3 separate regions of the Mus musculus genome follow, and all the other regions are linked to region 2. A link is a contact called in public promoter capture Hi-C data. All regions are on one chromosome and are shown on one strand. The core of a region is the stretch at or near the end of the contact, and the rest is flanking DNA. Distances in the headings are between cores, read along the strand shown.

The links. Promoter capture Hi-C pulls out the DNA fragments that hold promoters and counts their contacts. Capture Hi-C pulls out chosen DNA fragments and counts their contacts.
Region 1: a promoter capture Hi-C map of second pharyngeal arch cranial neural crest shows a contact between it and region 2. The contact joins the promoter of G0s2 here to the promoter of A130010J15Rik in region 2. A contact is called at or near these places in 5 of 39 promoter capture datasets (cranial neural crest, frontonasal cranial neural crest, liver and 2 more), 1 of 484 Hi-C or Micro-C datasets (liver), 3 of 115 datasets of contacts at active chromatin or transcription factors (effector CD8 T cells, hepatocytes and stem cell-derived neural progenitor cells) and 3 of 9 other capture datasets (adipose tissue, liver and pancreatic islet).
Region 3: a promoter capture Hi-C map of liver shows a contact between it and region 2. The contact joins the promoter of Hsd11b1 here to the promoter of A130010J15Rik in region 2. A contact is called at or near these places in 1 of 39 promoter capture datasets (macrophages), 5 of 484 Hi-C or Micro-C datasets (liver, muscle stem cells and uterus) and 3 of 9 other capture datasets (adipose tissue, liver and pancreatic islet).

The regions. Positions count from the first base shown.
Region 1 is chr1:193,271,824-193,274,523 of GRCm38.p6, forward strand. G0s2 (G0/G1 switch gene 2) reads right to left here and starts at 1,365. Exons shown (of 2, transcript NM_008059.3): 1 at 1,166-1,365; 2 at 337-979. The coding sequence starts at 951. The coding sequence ends at 640.
Region 2 is chr1:193,172,178-193,174,877 of GRCm38.p6, forward strand. A130010J15Rik (RIKEN cDNA A130010J15 gene) reads left to right here and starts at 1,400. Exons shown (of 2, transcript NM_181048.3): 1 at 1,400-1,603; 2 at 2,068-2,700. The coding sequence starts at 2,165.
Region 3 is chr1:193,240,972-193,243,671 of GRCm38.p6, forward strand. It overlaps Hsd11b1 (hydroxysteroid 11-beta dehydrogenase 1), which reads right to left and starts at 1,389. Exons shown (of 6, transcript NM_001044751.1): 1 at 1,204-1,389; 2 at 361-491. The coding sequence starts at 1,291.

The DNA of each region.
Region 1 (2,700 bases), core at 115-2,614, 100 kb after region 2:
TCCCTTCCCTGTCTCCTCTCCTCCTCACTCTAATATTTAAGCAGAGAGATCAGCCATAGGAATCTCCAGCACAATGGAGTAAAAGACAAATAACTTTTTCTTTGCTCTAGAAATCCACTGGTTCTCTCTCTCTCTCTCTCTCTCTCACTCAAGGTCAGAAATTGATTTATCTTGTGATCCAAAAAATGCTAACTCCTGTACCATGTTTAGAGTTTCACTCTTGTGTGAGTAGAACTGTCTTGTGCCAGGCAGTATTCAAGCCCCAGGTATGAAGCAGGACTAGCCACAGTTCTGGGTGAGAGAGTCATCTCACCTCCCAAGAATTAAATAATGAGATAGAGTATAAAAGGTTTTTATTTCAAAATGCAAAACGATAGTCATTGCAATAATAATAATAACAATAAAAATAACTGTATAAAAAGCCTGTCTCCTTCTCTAATGCAAAGTGATAGCTCCTTGATTGCTCGCACAGCCTAGGGCAAATCACAGTGCGTGCTGCACAGCAGCAAATCAGTCCCAGACCCCTTAGGTGATCTGTGTGGGGTCAGTTCTGGATTCGGTGGCACCTTGAAACAGCATGTGACTCTGTTGCCCACCTGGGTCATGATCTGTGTCTCCCTTCTCTGTCAGTCACCGGCCTTAAGAGGCGTGCTGCCGGAGGGACAGGGCCCGGCTGCACAGGGTCGCCTCCTGTGCCTTGCCTCCTGCCAGCAGGGCCTGCTTGTGGAGGGACTGCTGTTCACACGCTTCCCGCAGCTCCACCACTGCAGCCTCTTGGTCGCGCAGACGGCTGGCGGCTGTGAAAGGGCTGCACACCGTCTCAACTAGGCCGAGCACCACACCGAAGAGCGCCAGCACACTGCCCAGCACGTATAGCTTCACTAGCTTCCCTCGGGGCTTCTGCGCCATCATCTCCTTGGCCAGAGGGATCAGCTCCTGCACACTTTCCATCTGAGCTCTGGGCTGTGGGTGGCTGGGCCTGCAGAGTTAGCAGAGAGGAATGGGGTTGAGTTCGGGTGAGGGAAAGAAGCAGAGAACAGGGAACCCTAAACACAGAAAGGGGGTGGCTGCTGACTAGGGGAACTCGAGCCCAGGGGAGAAGGCAGCTGGGGGAGGGGGTCTGGTGTCTCTTGCCCACCCTCGGTTCCCGGGCCTGGAGGCTCACCTAGGGTGCAGTGGGAAGAGAGGCAGCACTTGCTGGAGAAGGTCAGGCGTCCTTGCGTCAGACTGGCTTTGGCGTTCTTCTTCCCTCAGCTGCTGCTCTTTGGGAGGGACACTCCGCAGCTGCAGCGCTCTGTGAACAGAGTCCTTATATCTTTTGTCCGGGATCCGCCTCCTGGCTCACTGGCCTGAGCCCTGACTGCAGAAAGAGAAGCGGGGCGGGAGTGGCAGCGGGGGGTGGTGGTGGAGGGGGAGGGTGGGGTGGGGTGGGGGTGGGGAGGGGTGGAAAGGAAGAACGGGAGGGGCGCTGCGGGGGACCAGGGAGGTGACCACGAGTAGTGCACGCCCCTGCTGTGTGCGCCCTGAGACCCTAGCCCGCTGGTGCTGCAAAAACTGAAAGCCCAAGGCACCACTTCAGGGTGCAGCTGAAGAGGAGACCACCAGGTGACGGTGTGGCGTGCTTCCCTTACAGGACACACTTTCTAGTCTTGTCTGTTGCTCTGTTCCCTGGCCCAAGCTCCCCTGTAGTCCAGGAGGAACAGAGACAGACCCTAATGAGGGAATCTGGGGTTCGTTTTCGTTCAGAAAGGTCACCTCTCACCAGTCAGGGAGGGTGTGGGTGGAAGGGAAGGCAACAGAGGGAACCTGCAGTGAGCAGGCAAACCAAATCGAAAAACCGTACCTCCAGGGAGTAGAATGTTCTTCCAGAGTGCTGCTTTCTTGGCTGTTAGGTTTTGCTAAGACATGAGAACAGCGGGAACATTGCTAGTTACCTAATAGAAAGATTTTCTTTGAGGGTTTGAGAGTTTCTTCTAATGCATAGAGGTGTGTGTGTGTGTGTGTGTGTGTGTGTGTGTGTGTGAGAGAGAGAGAGAGAGAGAGAGACATGGAGAGGGAGAGGGAGGGGGAGGGGAGGGGAGGGGAGGGGAGGGGGAGGGGGAGAGGGAGGACAATAAATTAGCCTCAGTAAGGTGCTTCCATAGTTATTTCTGTATTACAGGGAATAGTTATTAAACCCAAAGCACATATCTGTAATTCCAGCAAGAGGCAGGAGGATGGTGAGTTTGAGCATAACCTGAATAAACTGAGATTTTGTGTCAGAAATCAAAATATAGAGGGTTATAGATGTGGTTTTGTGGTGGAGTGCTTGCCTAGTATGTGTTAGGCTGTGTGGGTCATATATATTTGTACACAACACACATGCACACACGCACACACAAATTGCCTTCTCTTCTATGTTTACTTGAGAAGTGAAATTGGCGGTAAGCCTTAAAGAAGGCCCGTGGAAAAAATTGTCTGTAATGAAAGTATTTCACCCTCTTACAGTGATTCCATGCCACCCTTCTCAGGTTTGGGAGAGTGTGCCCTTAGAGTGGGGATCCAGGACGGAGGACACTCTCTGGAAGCTGGTTAGATTAAGATTAAATATGATCCCCTGGGTGGGGGTGGGGTGGGCTATAATTTAGCTGTGGCTATCGGTGTACCTGAGTTAACAAAGTAGGGAAAGAGGTAGGCCAAAGGGCTTGAAGCAGGGGGTGG
Region 2 (2,700 bases), core at 150-2,649:
AAGGTACCAGCATAGCACCACTGTAAAACCTCCAGTCTGGGTCTCCATTTTGCTGCCCATAACTTGGGGCCATTTGTCCAGGCTAGAGTTTTCTTAAGATTTCCTTCACAGAAGATATAGGCAAATTCCTTATGTCAACATTTGACCTTCCTATCTGCTGTAAGACTTCTCTGGAGAAAGGAACAAGGCACTTTCTAAGGTCCTAATGGCAGATGAGGGTACAGTTCCACCGAAGTTCAATCTGGGGTACCAAGGAGTCCATTAGGTTTACTTACAAAGCAGTGGGTCAGAGGTTATGGTCAGGGGCATGGGTGGCCTTGAAGCGGCCAGTAAGGATGTTAACTCACCTTTGGCTTCCTAGATGGTGTTCCCCTCCTTAGTTTTGCCCATCCTCCTTGAGGTATAGATAACTCCTTGAGGTATCATTCAATTAGGGTAGACTCTAACCTCAGAACTTCCGAGGCTGAGGCAGGAGGATTGTCATGTTTGAGGAATACATAGCAAGACATTGTCTCAACAAACAAATCCCCACCACAACAGTGTGGCTGTAGAGATGAGACCTGCTTTTTCTCCCAAAGATTTGAATTCCGTTCCCAAAGCCCGTGTTAGGCAGCTCACAATATTTTTAACTTATTCAGCTCCAGGTGACCCTACTCCCTTTTCTGGCTTCCTGGGCACCTGCACAAACTTATGAATGGAAATAAAAATCAATCTTTTAAAATAAGATGATCAGCAAACTGGACTCTCGGGCTTTGAGCTCCATGAAGAAGGTACAATGCAGTACCTCGGCACACTGAGAGTGAATACTCAGGCTGCAGACATACAGTTAGTAGTGTTTGGCACGCGTGAATTCCAGAGCTCAATCCCCAACGCGGCATAAACCAGAGAACGAGAAGTCCCGTTCCGGGCCAGCCCCTGCAACACATAGTACAACAGTACTGGCTCAGCAGTTAATGGCACTTGCTCAGCAGGCTGGCTTCCTGAGTTCAGTACCTCGGACCCTCTTACAAGGTGGAAGCGAGAGCTGACAGGGCGCCATTGTGCACGCCCACACAATAAGGCGATTTTTAAAAAAGGAGTGAATATGCATGGCCTTGGCATACCTGTCAAGTTCAGAATTTAGGTACATTAAAAAAATAATAATACAAAATAAAGCTTTACAGCATTGCCCACAGGAGAGGTGTCCCTTATTCCGCGGACTGACAACTGGCGGTCCCAGCGGCTTCTCCCCCACTTCCACTTCCGCCTCGCAAGGCCCGCCCGCAGGGGCTCTACCGGAAGGGGCGGGTCTAAGGTGGCTTTACCTCCCACTCCGTCCGCAGCCTCTTCAAAGGTTCTGGCTTGCGTTTGCTTTTCAAATGACGTCACGGAAAGGCGGAGTAAGCCAGTGCGCATGCACGTCAGGCTGTCTTTCCCTGGGCTTCTGCACACACTGTCGGGTTTTCACAGTACCGAGTGTGGGGCGTGGGAGGGCACTACGCCGCTGGCGGGCAGGCGGAAGGGCTTCCTGCGCCCCCGAACCTGCGGCGGAAATGCTAGCCGAGTGTCTTGAGGCAGAGCGCTTCCTTTTGTAACTAGTCTACCACCGCGTAGGCACGTGTGGGTAGGTGTGGCGGTGGGAGCGTGCCTTCCTAGAAGGGAAGAGGGTCCAGCAAGTGTTAAACTGGCTCGTGCCCCAGTTCTAGCGGCTTCTCTTACCTGAGTGTCGCAGGGTGAGGCGGTGATTACTCCGCGTTGTAGCTTATGCTGGTTTGATCAGGCTGCTGTGAGCGCTCTGTGGAGATCTGTCTGAGGAGCTGGCAATGGAGAGCTTACAGGCGCTGAAGTTTAGAGCCCAGAGTTCTGTCCCAGTTGGACAGTTTTGGGAGAAGTGGTAACTTTTGCTGTAAGGTTTGAATCCCAGAGCATAAATTGCACCAGGTAAAAGTTAGAATCGAAGCCAGAGACAATGTAAATGTGACTAGAAGGACGATTTCGTAAACTTAAGTCTGCCAGAGAAATGGGGTGCAGCATTGGTGACCCCATCTTGACAGTATTAACGATTTCCCCCTACCATATTGTTTCTAGGATCTTTCTCAAGTGCTGGGAGCTGAACTGTGTGTGGCCCAGGGAAAGGAACTGTGGCTAGCTAAGGAGGCCATATGTCATGTAACTTCCAGATCTTATGTCAACACCAAGCCCTCAGCTGCTGGTGGCAGCTGCTCAGCAGACTCTGGGCATGGGCAAGAGAAAATGCCCACCTCGAGCTACCTGCCTTCACCTGGCAGGAGAGGTGCTGGCTGTGGCCCGCGGGCTGAAGCCAGCTGTACTCTATGATTGCAACTCTGCAGGAGTATTGGCGCTCCAAAGTTATCTGGAGGAACTACAGGGGCTGGGCTTCCTGGAGCCAGGACTTCACATTCTTGAGATTGGAGAGAATAACTTTATTGTCAGTCCTGAGTATGCCTGTCAGCATTTGGAACAGACACTGCTTGGTACTGTAGCTTTCGTGGACGTTTCCCGCTCCCAACCTCATCCTTCTGTCCGGTCGGTGGACCAGCTCCCGGACTTGAAATCTCTCATAGCTGACGTCATCACACGTTTTCGAGGACTTAAGAAAGATGTGTCTCAGGGAGTCTCCTACACCAGGCTACATTCCTCAGACTGGAATCTCTGCACTGTATTTGGGATACTCCTGGGATATCCAGTCTCTTACACATT
Region 3 (2,700 bases), core at 139-2,638, 69 kb after region 2:
AACAAATGTTTCCAAATGCATTGTGGGTGTGGGTGCTTGTTTCTATGTGGGTAGATCGGAGTTTGAGTGTTGTATGACCTAGGGCTCTCAAACTTGTGAGACTATGGGGCATGCCAACATAAATAAATGCATGAGCAGATACAGGAACCCCAGTCTCTGAATACATGTATCTGCACAAGGGCAATGTGTATGAACAGGTACAACTATGAACATACACAGTCAAAGAACTCTGTGGCTACCAACACCAAACACATGCAAGTGTGTGTGTGTGTGTGTGTGTGTGTGTGTGTGTGTATTGGGTGGGGGGGCAAGACTTTGTACATTAAGTGTGAGACTATAAGGGGGACACAGAACACTCACCTTCTGGAGACCTTCCTCCGACCTGGCAGTCAATACCACATGGGCTCCCATTTTTGACAGATGATATGCCATTTCTCTTCCAATCCCTTTGCTGGCCCCAGTGACAATCACTTTCTTTCCCTGGAGCATTTCTGGGGAACCACAGAAGCCGTGAGTGTCCCCAAAGCCTTGTCTTGCTTTCCATACTTAGAGGTTGTGAGCCCAGATCATTTTATCTCATGCTGTAACCACTGAAGCTGCACTTGCGGTTATTCATAAACAGGCTCTCAAACATGGGTTTGGCCTGGATGTCCAGAGCCGAGCCATCCTGCTATCATTTCTAAAAATCTCCACACGCAGAGATCATAGAGACAAGGCCAGAGAGGTCAGAGTTTGGTGAAAGTACCCAAGTTCAACCCTTTTGTCATAATCTAATTTTGCTAACTTGAAAGGGAATTTAAAAGAGCATCACAAAATGTGTTCACAGAGATTTCAGCCCATCTACTTAGTCATCAACTTCATAACCCTTTTTTTTTTTTTTTTTGATTCTCGGCTATCAGTATCTCCATGGAACACAGCTATCTGGATGAGCCCTGTGTCTGGGTACTACCTTCCCTTCTGTAGATCTGACATCACTTTCCATGCTGTAGGTCCAGCAAAGCATGACCTCCTTGGCTGTAAGGCTCACCCCCTCCCAGTCCTCTCCTGCCCACAGTCTGTGGCTGGAGGATACAGGGTTACAGATTCAACATTAGGGTTTGAATCAGTGATGTAGGGATCAAGAACACAGCTAGAACTTTAGGAACATTCCAGCACCTCTGTGTTTTAAGCCTGTTTCTCCAAATGAGACACAGTGGTACTCACCTGGTCTGAACTCTTCATTTGTAGAATAGTAGTAGTAGGCCAGGAAGAGCACCAGGATCGGGAGGAGGTAATTTTTCATAACTGCCATCAAACAGGGACCTGGCTCAGGGCGCCCTGTAGGACACACGAAGAAAACCTGCAGAGCTTTCTACAACCTCCCAGGCAGGCAGCAGCCTCTGAATTGTGACATCAGGGACGGGGGAGGCTGGAGTAGTCTCAGGCAGCACTAGCCAACTTCCCTGTCAGAGCAACGATTGGCTTTGGGTGGGATCCCATTCGTCCCTGGCAGCCTGCGTGGTGGATTTCATAATGGACAATGTTTACTCCATTTCATTGAGTAAGAGGCAACTTCCAGATGGCCAGGCTCATGACTGTGCAGGGCTGGGTTCCTGAGCATCTCCTACTGCGACATCCTTTGCACACGGCAGAATGGCCTTGCAAGAATGGCTTGTCAGGGAGGGAGGGGGAGAGGGCAGAGCAAGGGAGGGAAGGAGGAAGGGAGAAAGAGAGGGAGGGAGGGAGAGAAAGAGAGACAGAGACAGAGATACACACAGAGAGAAACAGCACCTAAGAACCCCTGAGCATGTGGGGCTTTGGGGAAATATGAATGATATCAAATAGAGCTAAACTCAAGCCAAATCTCACCCTTGGCCCCACTCCCCAGTCAGAAGCAATTAAAAATAAGAACACAAAACAGCAAAATAAGCTCAAGGGAAAAAAAATGTGCATGTCTTAGGAGAAAAAAGAATAAAGCAAACAAGCCATATAAGCCCCACACTCCAGTTCAATGAAAAAGCATTACAACATCAAAGAGAAGTTGCAACCCAGCCAGACCCAGATGGCGGGAAACCCAAGCTCAGTTCAAGACTCTCAGGCAAGTGCAAGGGAGCTCACCCTTATTACTTTAACAGAGAATGAAGAAGGAACAATGGGCCCCAAAACGGGAAGAAAGGCAGCAGGTTGTTAAACTGGGTTATGCAAATGCTGTGGAGCAGCGAGGAACAGAAGAGGATGCTGAGAAAAGGAGGCCAGACTAGAAGATCTAGACCATCTTTGGCTATAGCCACACTGCTCGCTCATAAGCTGCAGTGCTAACCTTTTGACCTCTACTTTGAGTCTGGGTCTCAGTTAAGTTGATCAGGCTTGCCTGGAACTTGCTCTGTAGCCTCAGACTTGCGATCCTCCTGCCTCAGCCTCCCAAAGAGTTGGGATTCCATACCTGTTGCCATAAAGTTCCAAGGGATGTACTTGAAGTAAAACTAGCATAGAGCATCCAAGTCCCAGGTAAAAAACGATCCAACAGGAGCATCAAGACAAGAGACACTCTAGCAATTAAAAATGTGTCGTTATGACAAGGCAGAAATAATCACCTTCTTTTATGTGTAGCAAGATTTTATTAAAGAATAATCCTCAAAGAGTTAAAGACACACCACAGTTAAGTTTTTCAGCTTAAAACTTGCCACCCGTGTCATGAAAATCACCCAGAACAAAGCCAAT